Linked DNA regions of Rattus norvegicus: region 1 is linked to region 2. A link is a contact called in public Hi-C data. All regions are on one chromosome and are shown on one strand. Each heading gives the region's core, a stretch centred on a gene start, on an enhancer-like site or on the middle of the called end of the contact. The rest is flanking DNA. Distances are from core to core; before and after follow the strand shown. Region 1 overlaps Ilrun (inflammation and lipid regulator with UBA-like and NBR1-like domains). Region 2 holds the start of Smim29 (small integral membrane protein 29).

The links. A called contact is a pair of places that touch in the nucleus more often than the background predicts.
Region 1: a Hi-C map of the A7r5 cell line shows a contact between it and region 2, with 2.9 times the contacts expected there. The contact joins the enhancer-like site here to the promoter of Smim29 in region 2. A contact is called at or near these places in 6 of 12 Hi-C or Micro-C datasets (the A7r5 cell line, Schwann cells, frontal cortex and 3 more).

What each region holds. Positions count from the first base shown.
Region 1 is chr20:5,838,944-5,842,255 of GRCr8, reverse strand. All of the region lies in intron 3 of Ilrun (inflammation and lipid regulator with UBA-like and NBR1-like domains), which reads left to right. Among named protein-coding and RNA genes, the nearest start is that of Ilrun, 37 kb to the left of the region's middle. Within about 2 kb of position 1,690, at least 65 of the 93 cell types and tissues checked have an H3K27ac peak or open chromatin away from gene starts, as enhancers often do. A contact at or near this core is called in the A7r5 cell line, Schwann cells and liver, where this site is marked.
Region 2 is chr20:5,621,059-5,624,248 of GRCr8, reverse strand. Smim29 (small integral membrane protein 29) reads left to right here and starts at 1,553. Exons shown (of 5, transcript NM_001395665.1): 1 at 1,553-1,595; 2 at 2,557-2,741; 3 at 2,897-2,922; 4 at 3,075-3,180. The coding sequence starts at 2,631.

The DNA.
Region 1 (3,312 bases), core at 441-2,940, 220 kb before region 2:
CCACTCAGAAGGTGAGGCTGGTCACGGCAGGATTTTTGTCAGGGCTACTGTCGTAGGCTTCTTTTTACGTGTTAACCCTTCCCTTAGAACATCTATCTCTGAGTCAGTAAGATGGTTCAGTGCAGAATCCGCAGCAGTGAGGTGATTGTTGTACCGAATCCACATTTGTGAAGCAAGGACCAGCTCCTGTCAGGAGTCCTCTGTCCAATGCTAACTGAGGTCCTGAGGCGCGCGTGCATCACACACATGCATTGGATAGGTAGACTTGCTTTCATTCTTTTGGAAAAAACCTTTTTGGTTATTGGTTGGTTGGTTGGTTGGTTGGTTGGTTTGGTTGGTTGGGTTGGTTGGGTTGGTTGGTTGGTTGGTTTGGTTGGTTGGTTGGTTGGTTGGTTTGGTTGGTTTGGTTGGTTGGTTGGGTTGGTTTGGTTGGTTGGTTTGGTTCGTTGGTTGGTTTGGTTGGTTGCTTGGTTGGTTGGTTGGTTTGGTTGGTTGGTTGGTTGGTTGGTTGGTTTGGTTGGTTGGTTGGTTTGGTTGGTTGGTTGGTTGGTTGGTTGGTTCGTTGGTTGGTTTGGTTGGTTGCTTGGTTGGTTTCCTTATTGGTTTGGTTTGTTAGTTGGTTGGTTTTTGTGACAGGGTCCTAGAGTACAGCCCCGACTGTCCTGGCACTCACTATGTAGACCAGGCTGCCCTTGAACTCACAGAGATCCATCTGCCTTCCCTTTTCTCTTCTGAATGCTGGGATTAAAGATGTTTATTCTCCTACTCTACCCCATTCCCACCTTAAATTTTTATTTTATTTTTTATGTACATGAATCTTTTACTTGTGCGTGTGTGCCTGCGTGTGTGTGTGTGTGTGTGTGTGTGTGTGTGTGTGTGTGTGTGTGTGTGTGTAAGTGCACTGTGTGTGTGTGATACTCTGAGAAGCCAGAAGAGAACATCATCAGATCTTCATGGGACTAGAGGTACAGATGGTTGTGAGCCACCATGTGGGTGCTGGGGACCAAACCCAGAACTCTTAACCTCTAGGCTGTCTTTTCAGGCATGAACACTCCCTTTTGTGTTTTCTAGACGTCTTCCTGTAAGATGCTTAGTGCTCAGGAACCACTCTCAGAAACACAGGTTTGTTTTGGTAAAGATACTACTCTGAACTGGTGGGACTTGTCTGAAAAAAAAAAAAAGTTTAGAAGGGACACTTAAGGGGCTGGGGATTTAGCTCAGCGGTAGAGCACTTGCCTAGGAAGTGCAAGGCCCTGGGTTCGGTCCCCAGCTCTGAAAAAAACCAAAAAAAAAAAAAAAAAAAAAAAAAAAGGACACTTAAAGCTGTAAATAAAATTTAAAATCTTTTTTTTTTTTTTTTTTTTTTTTTTTGAGATTGGTTATTTCAAAATCAGACAGCGCAGTCTGCTGCCCCCAGGTGGTTTTATCTACCCATATCTAAGTCAAAGGCCTGTGGAATAGGGGAAGAAACTAATTATATCACAGTCTCAAAAATACTTAAATGTTCAAAAGATATTTAAAGTATACATAAAGTTAACAATAACAAAAAAGAGAGAAACCACTGCGTTTTTCAGACAGTTCTCTGAAGTGCAGATGGCTGTGCTCAGAGCCCTTGCCACTGTGGACAGGCAAGTTGTGTGCTCGTCTCTCTGGGGCAGGGCCCAGCAACATGCTTTCGTGTCTGAGTCTGAGTCATCAAAGGCCGTACTGTCCTGGGCAGAGCAGCCTCACTGGGTGATGTCAGCTTTGGTTTCTCTGTGCTGGCTTTCACTAATGCCAGTCTCCACCCACGAGGATTGGGAGAAGGCACAACGTTTTGAGGGTTCCTTTGTTTTTGGTTTTGTTTTGTTTTTTGTTTTTTTTTTTTTTTGTTGTTGTTGTTGTTTTGTTTTTTTTCTTTTTTTTCGGAGCTGGGGACCGAATCCAGGGCCTTGCGGTTGCTAGGCAAGCGCTCTACCGCTGAGCCAAATCCCCAACCCCTGTTTTTGATTTTTAAACAGGGTTTCTGTATTATGTACTCTGAACTTTTTCTGAAACTCACTGTGTAGACCAAGTTGGCTTCACACTTACAGAGATCAACCAATCAAGTACTGAGATTAAAAGTGTAAGCCCCCACCCCCAGGATATAATTTGAAGAGAGCATTGTCAGCCGATTATGGCAGGAGTACCTTGTGCAACACTACAGTCCAGGGTTCGGAAGCTCAGGTAGTGGTGGCTTCTTTTTAACTTAGGAGCTATCGGTTCTGTTCTGTTTTGTCGAGGCTGTGTCTCACTGTAGCCCTGGCTGTGCTGGAACTCACGTGAGGCCTGCTCCGTGAGTCCCGAGCAGTCATCCACCCGCTAAGTGAGCACACTGAGTGCATGGCAGGCACCTCCTCACTTTATAATGGGACACACCAGGAAGGAAGAATTCAAACTTCTATGCATGAAAACGTTTGTTGGATTATTTTGCAATGGGGATGTCTTAGCCAGTACCCTTCTGAGTTCCCGTCCACATCAGGCTAGAGAGGCTCGACCACAGACAGGGGCCTGGTGATAGAGCATCAGGCCTGCTCAGACCAGCTCATGCTTCTGCCACGGGTGCCTCTCACCTGAGTCAGTGCGTGAGGCTTTGGAGCTTACTCTGAGAGCTCGAGTCGTCCGCAGTTTACCTTCCTGAGCCACTGCTTAGGAAGTGACCATTACCTTAGGTTTAGTGACCTCTGAGCCTTGAGGGTAGAGGTGGCATCCCCGAGCTAAGGCAATGAATGCCCTGTGGTGGTGGCCGACACTCACCACAGAGTGCTTCTGTGGGTTTCCCTGCCAGTGCAAAAGACTCTTCAGTTAGAAATCAGTTCATTCTCTGCTGTCTTTTTGGGGTCAGGTTGGGTTTTGTTTTGTTTGGTGACAGGGCCCCTTGTAGCCCTGGCTGTCTTGTAACACACTGTGTGGACCAGGCAGGCCTCCAAGGTATAGACATGGGTGTGTGCCTGTCTGCCGACTCTACTTTGTCCTTAGCTTCTGGATTTTGGTTGTCCCCCCCCCCCTTTTGTTTTGAAAGGGCTTGCGTTTCCTTCTCCTGTGCAGAGAGAGTGAACGCTGAGCCTGCTGCAGTGAGCCGTGGGCTCTGCCTGCTTCCTTACCCCGCTGTGTGGGAGTCTTACTTGCCCTTTATTTTGACATGGTGTAGAAGGCTTGAGTCAGGCATTGGTGTAATGGCACTAAACCAGTTTTCCCTTTTAGTTTCACTTTTATATTTCAAAATTAGAGATGTTTAGTAAAGAGACCGTATATGTGACCCAAGACTGACTTGAGGGCTTTTAAAATGTTTAG
Region 2 (3,190 bases), core at 304-2,803:
TGATGCTGTCTGAGGAAGAGTTAGTCAAGGTTCCCATCTGCCCCATGCCTCCACATGTTGGGTCTTCCTCTGCACCTGACCTCCTGTCAACTCCCAGCCAAAGAACTCACAACAACCTGTTGGGGCAGGAAGTAGCAAGTGGGCCTAGTTCTGGGTACCCCACATCTGCCCCTTGGGATTTCTCTGCAAGAACAGGGCACCTAGTCTGTCCCATGTCCTTATTACCATCTGACTGACTTGGGAGGCTTTGCTTCAGCTCCAGTAGGCAGTGGGAGAAGAGGCGTGGTGCAGAGTATATACATAAAACTATCACACCCATTCAGTGAATACATGTCCTGCTGGTGTGATGGCATAGGCCTTTTTTTTTTTTTTTTTTTTTTTTCTTTTTTTCGAAGCTGGGGACAGAACCCAGGGCCTTGTGCTTGCTAGGCAATCGCTCTACCACTGAGCTAAATCCCCAACCCCGGCATAGGCCTTTAATCCCAACACTCTGAAAGGAGAGGTGGATGGAGGTGAGGAGGAAGAAGGGATGGGAGAGGAGAAGAAACGGTAGGAGGAAGAGAGAGCTTGGTAGAGAGTTGGTAGAATATTTGGCTACCATTCTGGAAGCCTGGAATCCTAGCATTTAGGAGGTGACCTGAATGAGGCAGGATGAGGAATTCAAGATGTCAGGGGTACATGAGATAGAGGGGGGGGTGCTATCTCCCCGGCATGGTGCTACATGCCCACCCAGCATCCAGGAGGCTCACACACACAAGCACAAGGTTGCCCTGAGCTATACTGCAAGTTCAAAGCCTGCCAGGGATGATCACGTAAAGACTCTGCCACAGCCAAAAAAAAGTTGTAGAGTCTCATGTTGATGTGTGTCTTGCCTGCATCACCTAGTGTGCCTAGTGTCCGTGGGGCACAGAAGAGGGTGTTGCAGCCTCCGGAAATGGTTGTGAGCCACCTCATGGGTGCCGGGAACCTAACCTGAGTCCTCAGTAAGAAGTGCTCTTAACCGCTGAGCCTCTTCCTCCACTAAACGTAGATCTTACTCAGATTTCTCCAGTCCGAGTAACTTTAATGGTCTGACCATGACAACTTGGACACAGGCTTACCAAGTTGCCCGTGACCCAAGCAAGCTGCACCCTGCTGCTCCATCTGTGCCCCCCACCCCCACCCTGCACCGGGAAAGCGCTCCAAGGAGCAAGCATTTATTTGGCCCACAGGATGTGCTGGGCTCCTGTCTCGCGCCATCATTTTAGCTTCACCACAACCTGCTTTGAAGACCTGAGGACAGAAAGGAGGGAGGCCCTCCCCTCGACAGTCGCCGAGCTCCTGCAGTGACCACTCGCCCCGCCCGCCCGTGTGCAGCCAGGAAAGCGCGCCGCCCCGCAACCTTCCCGATGCACGGCCCTCGGTCGCCCCCTGTTGCCGCGGCGTGGACACTGCAGGCCCCTTCTGGCCCGCCCACTCGCCTCCGGATTGGCCATTATGCTCGACTGGGTCGCTAAGGCCCCGCCTTCTCTCCGGGTTCTTTGATCACGCGCCGGAGGGCTCTTCCGGGGCCGGAGCCAACCGGAGGTGTTGCTGTCAGGGCTGCACGGCGGGAGGTAAGGCATGGCCGGGTTGGATGGATGGGCAGCAGCGCGCCCGCACGGAGCAGCTCGGGGTGCCGGGGTTCCAAGGTACCCAGGCGGGCATCGGCCCCTCGACACCCCCTCCCCAGTACACCCCATCCTATCCGCGCCTTGGGACCATCTGCCTGCCGAGGCGGGCCAGCATCCTACGAGCGGCCTCATACCTTTCCGTTTCTGGCTTGTCCCCTCGGCCTGAGACCCGGAGCTCGCTACTGGGAACTGGCAAAACTGACCTACGGATATGGGCGCAGTTAGCCGGTACCTCTTCCTCTATCTGAGAGTCCGGGACAGGAACTTGGGTCATCTCAATGCCGCCTCCCAAGGATGATCTCGTATCTGTGGATGGGGGCCATCCTCTCCACCCCTGCCTGTCAGCGCTGGCCGGGAGGGGAGGGGCATAGGCGGAGCCCCGGGTGTACTAGAGGAAGGGGGCTAGATACTGTCCATCTATATAGTGTCCACACTCGTACCTGAGCCCGATACTGAGGACAGAGTATAGGGTTACACCAGGGACAAGGAGGGTGTAGGACGTAAGCCTGCGTGCGGCTCCTAGCTCGTAGCGTGGGAACGGAACCAGAACCCCCTTCACAGGATCCTAGCTCACCCCTCCAGCGCAGTGCAGGCCTTATTTATCTTTCCCTCCATTTAGCCGTGCACCTGCACCTAACCTTCCCCAAGCAGTTGACACCCTGCAAATGTCTACCAGGCATCTGAGCTAGGCCACACCCTCTTGTTTGTAGGTGCTGGGCAGGAAACAGGCAGGCCTGGCTGAGATCTGGGTCTGTCCTTAGTACTTAGAGCCATGGTTACCTAGGGATCATCCCAGTGTTTCGCTTTAAGTTTCCCCGGATTTCCACTCCCGGTCTTGGGGAGGGATACAGACCTGCTTGTCACCATAGGTACAACTGATAACCTTCCCTCCTCCCACCCCCAGGGAGCCCAGGGGAGGCGCCCTCCCTAGGCCACCACTACTCATGCAGTCCACTCCGCCCTCTGGCCTCTGATGTCATGAGTAACACGACAGTGCCCAATGCCCCCCAGGCCAACAGCGACTCCATGGTGGGTTACGTGTTGGGGCCTTTCTTCCTCATCACCCTGGTCGGAGTGGTGGTGGCCGTGGTAAGGAGCCCCCACAGCAGACTTGCCTGGGGAGGCTGCCGGGCGGGCATGGTATGGTGGCCACAGCATCTCAGCTGTTAAGGGTGTGGAAGTGGGTCCTCACACTGGGCCATGCTCGCCTCCCCAGCTTCCACAGTCCCATGTCTCTGTTACAGGTAATGTATGTGCAGAAGAAAAAGCGGTGAGTGTCCTAACTCCCTGGTGCTCTACCATCTACCTTAGAAATGGTTTCCTTTTCGGGCTGATGGTATCTCTGGTTTAAGGGAGGGGAGTAGACATGGATTCAAGAGCAGGACTGGGGTCCGGGCTCAGTCATGCTTTCCTGTTGCCCAGGGTGGACCGGCTTCGCCATCACCTGCTTCCCATGTATAGCTATGACCCGGCAGAAGAGCTCCACGAAGCTGAACAGGAGCTGCTGTCTGATGTGGGAGACCCTAAGGTGAGTACTT